Linked DNA regions of Mus musculus: all the other regions are linked to region 2. A link is a contact called in public Hi-C and HiChIP or PLAC-seq data. All regions are on one chromosome and are shown on one strand. The core of a region is the stretch at or near the end of the contact, and the rest is flanking DNA. Distances in the headings are between cores, read along the strand shown. Region 1 overlaps Adamts2 (a disintegrin-like and metallopeptidase (reprolysin type) with thrombospondin type 1 motif, 2). Region 2 overlaps Adamts2 (a disintegrin-like and metallopeptidase (reprolysin type) with thrombospondin type 1 motif, 2). Region 3 overlaps Adamts2 (a disintegrin-like and metallopeptidase (reprolysin type) with thrombospondin type 1 motif, 2).

Region 1 (3,219 bases), core at 397-2,896, 95 kb after region 2:
CTAGGGTTGCCCAGAGCTTTTATTCTTTTGGGGCCTACATTACAGATTCCTTTTTCCTCAGCCAGGCTGACCTGGGGAAGGTTAGAAAGAGAGCACCTTAGCCCTCATCTTGCCTCTATCTGAGCCACTCCCCAATAGGGTACCAGTCTCTATCCTGGGGTCTGATAAAACATTCTTGAGACAAATTCGAGTCATCATGGCCCAGGAACATGGAGCTAGGTCACCCCACTTTCCATGGTCCAACATGGGAGCAGTTTTTGTAGCAACAGAACAATAAAAGTTATAAATCAAGGCATTTTAAAATACACTGGTGGTGGACAGTACTGGGGGGGGGTGAGGAATCTCTACTATAGCATCTTTAGCGCTTCTGTTAGCAAATGGTGTTTTGTGAAGTTAATGTGTTCCAAGGGTTTTTATCTGTCTATCAGGATGTTAGGTTTGACACAAAGGTGGGCAAGGAATGTCTTTTTAAAGGGCTAAAGATAGCCAGCGAGAAATTACAACTGCACTACCAGATCAGCAATGGTCCAAACTCTTCACAGACATTGGCATTTTATTAGTCAATGTATGAAGACAGCTTCCTTTCAGGGATTCTTAATTTTGTGGCTGACTCACTCTGCGGTCCTACAATATCTGAGAGAATACGGTCTGATCCACACTGGCCTACTGGTGTCCCTGTCCCATTTAAATTTCAGGCCAGTGTTTAAAATTAGAGACAGAGGGCCAGGGCGCTGGCTTGGTGGGTAAGGTGTCTGCCTCTGAGGATATGAGTTCATATCTCTAGATCCGCATAAAGTCTAGGTGCAGTGACTCCTGCCTGTAACCCCATCCTGGGATTGGGGGTGAGTGACTGAGACAGGAGAATCCTGGGGGCTTCTTGGAAACCAACCTGGCTAAATAGGGAGCTCTGTGTTCAGTGAGAGACCCTGCCTCAGAAACTAGGGTGAGGAGGAGCAATAAAGGAAGACACCTGCCATGGGCAAGCACACCTGTATACACACAGGGGCATACATAAACATACAGAAACACATGTGCAAGCATGCAGGTGCACACACCTCGGCAAAATACATTTTTAAAAATTCATAGGTATTTGGTGGGTATGGTGACTCAAACCTGTAATCCCAGTTGAGAGCTAGAGACAAGTTCCAATTTTGATTACACAGGAATTCAAGGCCAGCCAGCACTACATGAAACTTGGACCGGGAGGGGGGAGGAGGGAGAGAAAGAGAGAGAGAGAGAGAGAGAGACTAGCACAAAACCAGGCTCTCAACCTCCTTGCACATTAAGAAGGCCCAGCATCAGGGATGGCTTCCTGTCAGTCACTGCTATCCCGGTTGGCTGGAGGCAGCCTGCCCCAGAGCACATACACACTCATATCCCCTTGCCCAGAGGCCACGCTCCCACTTGGCTTTTCCTATGGGAGCAAAATATTTTCCAGGAACAAAAAAACAAAAGATAAGCCAAGAGGAGTGCCTGTCTTAAGGCAGAGAAGAGAGTGTATTTCTTCCTGGAAATGCAGAGGGTAGGCTTAGGATGTAAACAGTGCGTCTGGCTCAGTGAGAGACTTTTAGAAGTATACTCACTCTCTTGCTTCTGCAGACAGAGTCCCAGCAGCTGGCTCCGCAGGGACTCCAGTGGTCTGGGAGGCCTGAGTGAGAGCTGCATTTGACTTGGGGCCTGGAGCCAAAGACGGGTGGCCCCTGTGTGACTATCAGTGTGTCAGGAGCCATGGCAACCACTCTCAGTGACAACAGACACCCACTGTACGGCCACAGTGAGCCACAGAGCCCACCCTATCTTGCTAAGCCTCATGGCCACCTCTTCTGCAAAGGCTGATCAGGGAAGAGACACACATTTCTTTCCGATGTGCGCAACTGGCTGCTCTTTCAAGAGAGAGGAACGCCCACAGATGCTTCCATTCCCACAGCCTCGTTCCGCCCTCTCCAGCCTCTGCTCAGGCGCAGCGTTTGGATAACCGTAGTTTTCCATCGAACCAACAGATCTTGGCGGCTCAGTTTCTTCATTTCTCACCAAATTCCATGTAGTTGCCTGGAAACCTGGAGAAGGGTCAGAGGTTGCTTAAGTTCTCCAGGAACTCACCTTAGGGAGCATGAGTGGGAGCGTGCGCGCGCACATGTGTGTGTGTGTGTGTATGCACGCGCAAGTGTGTATGTACATGTGTGGGCTAGAATGAGTGTGTTATTGTGTATGTCCATGTGTGATAGTATGTATAGTCAATGAATGTTTGGATGTGTATATGTGTGAGGACGGCCGTGTCATGTTTGTGGCTGTGGAGGTATGGCTGATTCTCTGTGAGTGGGTGTATGAAACTGCAATCAGCGTAGCAATTGCATGTGGGCGTGAGTGTGGGGTGATGTGTAGTGGTCACATGACTGTGACCGGAAGACTGTGATACTGCACAGGGTCTGTAGCAGAAGTCACAGCAATACGTGGAAAGTGAGCAAAGAGAGATAAGACAGAAGTGGAGGTTTGGGGATGCTATGGTGGCTTGTCTTAGAACCAGAAGCAGGTAGATAGGAACTGCCCTAAACATAAGGTCCATCCTGGAAGGAACAGGGTTCCTGCACAGCAAGTGGCGGCTAAGTCTTGGGCTCTGGGGTGGATGCTCCCTGCTCCAGGGTGGATTTAGGGGACAGCATGTGTGGAGGACAGGGACTGCTGCTGAGTCCTGTAAGGTCTCTTGTGTTTTAGTGAAGGTCAGAGCAGGCACCCTGCCTTGTGCCCCCTCCCCCACTCCCATCCCATGCCCAGACCTCTTTACTCACCGGCATCATCTCCCACTGACCTGGCCTGCTGCTCCCTGGCACGGCCACATCTGCTTTTAAGCAGAAAAAGGAAATGAATGATCGTGATTTGGGGAGACCTTGCCTAACTGCGCCTGTCCTCTGCAGCCTTGGGCTGGAGAAGTGGGCTTGGTAATCTTCAGCTAGAGAGGTGACTGCTCTCTCCACCCCTTGCCCCTGACTCTCAGGGCAGGGCTAGGATCTGAATTTGCAGCACGAATGCCCCCCTGGACCTCCCACTCCCTCCCTGTTTGTTAGGAAAAGCCCTCCCAGGCTGCCGGACTGATCAGATTCGCTGGACTCAGCTCTGGCTCCAATTTCTGATTTCCTTCCCTCTCTAAACAGGAGTATCAAATTAAGCTTGGTCAAGACTGTGAGCTGACAGCAGGCTCAGTGCCGCCAGCATCACAGCTGC
Region 2 (3,237 bases), core at 235-2,734:
TAAATGCTCAGTTGGTGACAACTCCAAGACCCCCATAATTGCTGTCCTTACGATGAGCCCCCCCGAAATGCACTTTTCTTTCCATTGCCTGCATCCAGAGAGTTTTCCCTTCCCCTGTCTTTCAGCCAAACAGTCCTCTCTTATTGTAAAAACACAAACATGAAACAGAGAATCATAAAAAGAAAAAAAAATCCCTTTAAAATAAATCCCTTCCTTGGCCGATTCCCATGTTTGCATTCCTAGATCTGCAAGTAACTGCATTTATTTCACTTCTGGATATTTTCAGGAAGTTCTCTGTGTTGTTTTCCTTTAGGAGTTGGGGGTGTTTTTTTTATTTTTTTTGAGGGGGCTAAGTATGCCGTCACTTGCAAATCACAATATTTTGGTCCCTTCCTTTTTAATGTTGATTCATTTCTTGTCTTATTACATCGGAGTGTAAAAGGATTGACAGCCATTTTGCACAAAACCCTTTGCCACGGCCTCAGAGTATCCAGCCGGACATGTAAGGGAGTTGCCATCTGGGCCCTGCATCCTGTTGCCACTTTCCTGTGGGTTTGGTGAGGCTCTCTTGGGAAGAGCCTGACAGAGGCAGTGGTGTGTCCTGACACCTTGGGAGGAGTGTAGACCTAGGAAGCCCTGGTGGAGTCCCTGCCTTGCCTCACACCAATGGAATAATTTTCTGAACTCTAGCGCTCCCATCATTCCTGGCAGAGCTTGTTTGGAACGGATTGGTGCTCTGTGCTGTGTCTACCCGCCAGTGAGTTTTGTTTGGCCATCTCAGCATTTGATGAGTGGCTTGTGAAGTCTTGGATTTCTAATGTCTTGAGAATCTGGGAGAATCTGGGCTTGTGTCCGCGGGATGGAAGTGAGCAGAGATGGAGTTCTCCAGAAGGGCCCAGGGGCTCCTGGCACTGCAGTCTCCATTCTTCCTTATAATCGCACCGACCACTTCTACACTCATTCCCTGAGTCCCCGGCTAAGCACCCGAGGGGTTTCTCTTTCATTGAGATAGGGGCCGTGTACCTTTTAGAGCTATGGTTTCCCACTCTCCCCTTCCTCCTTCCTGCCCAAGATATCAGTTTATGGACTGTCAGCTCCCGCTCGCCACTGTGCACTGAAGTCAGCCTTGGGTCTGCAGCAATACATAGGCTTGAATCTGCCTCCTTCCCTCACTGGTGGACGTGGCTGTTTGTCATCCATGAAAGGTAAAAGTTGAACGCAAAGTGCTGTGGTGAGTTGCAAATGAAGATTCAGTGAGGTAAGGACCACAGCTACCACTCAGTACCAACAGCCTTTGTCACTGCAAGGTAATATTTTCCTTGCGGCGCTAGGAGAGGGAACAAAGTGTGAAAGTGGCTGGAAGCACACAGACTGCAGTGAGGATATTAATCTCTTTGGAGGGCTTTATGGGCGGGGCTTGGGCTGAGTGTGGATTGAGGAGGCAGGGCTGGGGGAGGGACCAGACCATAATCAGCCTGGGACTCACTGCCAGATGAGGCCATGACTCTTCCGAAATGGAATTCCTGGGTCAGAGTAAGGAGAGCAGATGTTTACTAGAAGACGCCAAGGACGGCTGACATCACCCAGGGCCCCCAGGACACGGGAAGAGGCCGGGGTCCTCCATCCCTCCGCGCCAAGGAGCATTCCTGGGGCAGGCGCCAGGGCTGGGGGGTGGACATGCACACAGATGCAGGCGCCACACACCAGTCCTCGCCACCTGAACACAATTAGTCAAGATGTGGAAACGATTTCAATCTTGAAAGGAGAGAGGAGTGGCTGGCCGGACAGACTCCTCAGTGTGGATTGGTCCTTTGCAGAATTGCAGGAGTGGCCTTTGTGGCGGGTGAGCTGTTGGGAGTCCCTGGCCAGGGATGGAGACGACCATTGTCATGTCTCTCTCCCTTCCATGGACACAAGCCATCCTTTAATATCTACTTTAGGGGTGGAACTGGAAGAGGAGTTGCTTCCATTCTTTCCTTTACACCTCTGCAGCCTGTTCCTCACCAAAAGCTGTCCCCAGGCTCAGATTCGTGTGACAACAAGCCACAGAAAACCTAGTGTAAATCAGCTCGGGCCAAAAGCCTCCATCTTGTATTACTTTGCCTTCTCCCCTGTGTGGCCTGCCTCGACAGCTCACCTGTGCCACTTGGCACCACCAGAGCACACAGAGGCTGGCCTTTTCCATCAGATTGTACTGTAGACTCTAAAGCTGGTTCCATGGGTTCAGTTTGGGTCATCGGTAGAGGTTTGAGCATCAACACTGTGGCTGAGGCAGGGAGCAGAGCTTTGGTTGGTCAAATAGGCCACATGACTGTTTCGGGTGGGGTTTGCTGTCTGAACCTCAGGGAGCTGAGGCAAGGAGGCTCTGAGGAGGGTGTCTCGTGTGTGTGTGTGTGTGTGTGTGTGTGTGTGTGTGTGTGTGCGCGCGCGCGCGTGCATGTGTGTGTACAGATCCTCCTTGCGGGTATCCAGGACTTTCCCTCCCTTCCCTTCAGTGCTCTTCCTCTCTTTCTCCCATCCCCGCCCACAGGCAGAGAACATAGTTCTGTATGGTGCATAGTTTGTGGGCTGAGGCTACATAACTGGGCCCCTACTCCATGGACTTACAGCCTTGTGCATCTTCTGTCTTTTTAATGTGTATGTGTGTGTGTGTGTGGGGGGGCATGCGTGTGCCATTTTTTTCAAGCTCTGCCCACGTGTGGGTAGAGAAAGAGCTGACTCTTTCTACTCTTTCTCTTGCCCATTTCTAGTAGACACTGAGACCTCAGGACCCAACCATCTCTGCCATTAAAATGCTGAGATTACAGTGAAGCCGGTCACCACTAACTTTTTTCACGTGGGTTTTTTGGGATTGAACTCAGGTCCTCACGATTGCAAGGCAATCACTGTCAATGGAGCCATCCTAGGCCCATGTTTCTATGCACCAGTGCATCAAGTGCAGAGCCTCCAGGTGTGTGGAGGGGAAGTCTGAAAGATACATTTCTTACAATGTGTCCTGTCACTGAGCACAAGCCTGGCTGGCTTTTAAGTTGCATGCTGGCTTTTAAGTTGTGCTGAGTGGAAACGCAAGTAGGTTGCATCTTTAACAGGTGGCGGGAGGCAGAGATGCACAGCTGTGGTTGGGGCTGCGCTGGGCACAGGTGCTGCTCACTGCTGGGGCTGCCTGGCTCCAGCCTCTTCTCCCCATTTGGTTAAGAGTTCTCCAGGAAGCTTCCTGAACCAGACCTTAATGGGTGC
Region 3 (3,287 bases), core at 94-2,593, 120 kb after region 2:
CTAGACACAACACACACACACACACATACACACACACACACACACACACACACACACACACACGTCTATTCAGCCCCCAAAGAGAACAAGGGACAGACCAAAATAACAACCACACCAAAGTCCAACTCAGTGAACCAAAGAGGTTTTATTGGTTGGTATATGGGTGAGGGGTCACTTACAGGAGCAGAGAGGACCAAAAAGGACTCCACCTCTTAATGGGCTCTATAACTTCCTCAGACAATGAGTACAAACAGCTAGGCACCCCATGTTCAAGCACATGAGCCCAGGGGAGACATCACACTCAGATCACAGTAGAAAGTGAGAGTTTGCCCATCTGCCCCACCCCTGCTTCATCTCAGACCCACTGGAGGCTGAGGGTGTCTGCTGATCCCTCTATGAGACCCGCTTACCCCGAGACACCACCTACCAACTCGTTCCCTGCCAGCCAGACCCATTTCCCCCAGTTCCCTCCCTAAATTTGGAAAAGTATTTTTTTTCAGTTCATTAAAACATTCTATATTTAACACAGATAATATATTATTTATGCCATAAGATTAGAATGAACTCATATAGATCTCTCCATATTTTCTCCCAGAAGCTCCTCGCCACGACTTCATTTTAATGAGTGTGGAATGTTGTCGCAGGGAGGAGCGTGTGCTTTTTATGTAACTGGTTATTTACACGACGCCTCCGGGGAAATAAAACTCACTCCCCTTCCGGAGGTCAGATGTGCCACCTGCTATTGTACATCCTTATAGCTGAATCTGTCCCTCATCCTTAACTATTCCCTTAGACTGGGCTCCTAAGAGTTAAGTCTTCCAACAGGTAGCACGCATGTTCAAGTCTTCTATACCAAAATAGTCTGTGTGGCTTTATCATCAGTGTCTGCTCTACTGAGGAAAGCCCCCTGCCTCATTTCTTATTTGTGGTAATTTATAGCTTCAACATCGGCATCTTAATATTTCCTGTTGCAAGCTATAGCTATTCTGTTTATTTTTAGTTCATTTATTTACATTCCGTGTGTGTGTGTGTGCATGTGTGTGTGTGTGCGTGTGCGTGTGTGTGTGTGTGTGTGTGAGAGAGAGAGAGAGAGAGAGAGAGAGAGAGAGAGAGAGAGAGAGTCAGTCAGAGACAGAGACATTGACAGAGCACATGGGTGGAGGTCAGAGAACAACTTTCAAGAATCAGTTCTTTCCTCCCACCAAGTGTGTCCTACGGACTGAACTCAAGTCATCAGGCTTCATAGCAAGCACCTTGACCACACTGACCATTGCAAGGTGAAGGGCTCAGAGGAGGTTGCCCTGAAGTGCCTCTCGACACAGAGTAGGCTTAAGGTCATTTCAGACATTGAGACCTTGGCTAGAAGACCAGCCCTAACTCCAAGCCAAGAGTCATTGGGGAATATTTTTTACGAAACAAGTCAGCAACTCAAATGTGAGAATTTTAAATCAAGAATTCTAACACAAAACACTGCAAAAATAAATCAATTTAATGTGGGCTTGGAAGTGGCAGTAGGAAAGCAAGAGAAGTCTTTGTTCTGGGTAATTAAATCATTTGATTCTGTTAAGAGCACTTAGCTTAGTACGTGAAGTTAAAACACCGCAGTTCCTAATGTACGGTGGTCTCAGGTCTGAGGGAAGAGTTTCAGGCTGGGTCTGTTGGTGTGGAGTGTGGAGACAGCATGAACAGCACAAGTCATGTGTTCACAGCAAGGCTGCAGTGAATTTGTGCTGTACAATATACGTGAATACAGCCAGAAGCACGTCAGGTTCCTTATAGTTCTGTGTATGCCCAGGGATACTTTATTGATACCACGTTGTTTTCAATCCCCACATTGAGCTCTTCGAAGCCCACTGGGCTCAAAGCCCACAGTTTAGGAAGCTGTGGAATTTAGCACATGTGATTGACTGCTCAAGCTGTGCTTGTATGTGAATCAATAATGCAGTTGGTTTGTTTCCTCTGACGTCATCACAGACACACAGATATCACACAGGGGTTCGGTGACCTCCACAGAATGACCATGGTTTCATCAGTGGAGAGGAATGTCTCAGTTCCATTGTCATCATAGGGGACCAGATGGCCCCCCAGAGCTAGTGCTTAAGTAATACTTGCTATCTGACTTAAAGAAAACAACCTGAGTGATGACCATGGTCCTTTCTGTATCCCTCTGCAGTGAGGTACTTGGGTGTGGTGGTGGGGAGAACACTCAGCATAGAATGTGCATCTGCATTGAAGCCAGAAGCAACACTGATCTGCTGAAGCATCCTTTGCTTGGACTCAGCTTCTCCATCCTTAAACCTGAGGCTTTACCTGCTACCATATTAGCTAAACGCCCACGGGAGGAAGACAAACTCTCCCTTGCCTCCCCCTTGAAGCTGGAGTAGCCCTTATCTGAAGGACACCTTGTTGACCGCACACTCAAGCCGAGTTGTATCTTTTTCCTCCTCACACCCCAAGCTACCCAACATGCCACCTCTACTTCCGGCTAGCCTAACTGCCTCATAGGTTCTCTGAGGTCGCTTGGAGGATTCATTTTAAAGGAGTGAATGAACTGGCTTTAAACTCCATTTGAAAACAATTGAATGGATTTCTGGGCAAAAGCAGTCAGTCTGTCTGAGCTGTGTGAGGCACTCTTCCACTGAGGGCAGACTCATCCCTTAGGCTTGTAGAGCACATGGGATTCAGGGGTCCCCTGCGCTTTCGGAGCTGAGCCTCTACCTTTTGATTTCTCCTAGCAGGATGGCGGTCCTCAGCACAGTGTGTTCTGAAACAACTCGTGTTCAATGAACAATCTATTTGTGCCAAGACTTGGATATGTTTCCTCTTTTCTTTTCTAATTTAATCCAGAAGTTGGCCTTGACTTGCCGAAGCCTTGCCAGGGTTTGTAAACAATCAGCTGCTCACCAACTTTCAAGAATGCTGGGGCCTGCACAGCGGCAGTGCAGGAATGTTTTGTGCTAGGCTCAGGGGGGAGGAAATCTTGTGAACTGCAAGGCAGCTTTCATAAAGCATCGCCCACCCCACCCCCTGCCCTCGTTCATGTGTCTGGCTCAGTTTCCTGCAACAGAGAGACACTGAAACTTGGGACTGCCCAGACTGGAGGGACATACTTAGTGTAGGAGGCAGCCAGAGCAAGAGAGAGAAAGGATGGAGGTCCAAAGCTTTCTTCTCACCTGGCTGTGTCACCTGGGCCAAAGGAGATTGTTTAGGATGCTCTCTGTGGTCCTGCTATTCCTCGGGCTTAGCCCCCAAGGCCTGAGATCAAGGTCCCATGTGTCAAAGTAGTT

What was found. Hi-C and Micro-C count contacts between places; a contact is called where the count stands out from the background. HiChIP or PLAC-seq counts read pairs in DNA pulled down with a chosen protein or histone mark.
Region 1: an H3K27ac HiChIP or PLAC-seq map of heart atrium shows a contact between it and region 2, with 4 times the contacts expected there. The contact joins two enhancer-like sites. A contact is called at or near these places in 8 of 39 promoter capture datasets (the 3T3-L1 cell line, 3T3-L1-derived adipocytes, cranial neural crest and 3 more), 5 of 484 Hi-C or Micro-C datasets (embryonic stem cells and uterus) and 2 of 115 datasets of contacts at active chromatin or transcription factors (fibro-adipogenic progenitors and heart atrium).
Region 3: a Hi-C map of uterus shows a contact between it and region 2, with 6 times the contacts expected there. The contact joins two enhancer-like sites. A contact is called at or near these places in 7 of 484 Hi-C or Micro-C datasets (the AML12 cell line, the C3H10T1/2 cell line, embryonic fibroblasts and 3 more).

The regions. Positions count from the first base shown.
Region 1 is chr11:50,715,920-50,719,138 of GRCm38.p6, forward strand. All of the region lies in intron 3 of Adamts2 (a disintegrin-like and metallopeptidase (reprolysin type) with thrombospondin type 1 motif, 2), which reads left to right. Among named protein-coding and RNA genes, the nearest start is that of Gm39819, 20 kb to the left of the region's middle. Within about 2 kb of position 1,647, at least 30 of the 459 cell types and tissues checked have an H3K27ac peak or open chromatin away from gene starts, as enhancers often do. A contact at or near this core is called in heart atrium and uterus, where this site is marked.
Region 2 is chr11:50,620,922-50,624,158 of GRCm38.p6, forward strand. The region is part of intron 2 of Adamts2 (a disintegrin-like and metallopeptidase (reprolysin type) with thrombospondin type 1 motif, 2); the gene reads left to right. Among named protein-coding and RNA genes, the nearest start is that of Adamts2, 20 kb to the left of the region's middle. Within about 2 kb of position 1,485, at least 79 of the 459 cell types and tissues checked have an H3K27ac peak or open chromatin away from gene starts, as enhancers often do. A contact at or near this core is called in heart atrium and uterus, where this site is marked.
Region 3 is chr11:50,742,263-50,745,549 of GRCm38.p6, forward strand. All of the region lies in intron 4 of Adamts2 (a disintegrin-like and metallopeptidase (reprolysin type) with thrombospondin type 1 motif, 2), which reads left to right. Among named protein-coding and RNA genes, the nearest start is that of Gm39819, 46 kb to the left of the region's middle. Within about 2 kb of position 1,344, at least 11 of the 459 cell types and tissues checked have an H3K27ac peak or open chromatin away from gene starts, as enhancers often do. A contact at or near this core is called in uterus, where this site is marked.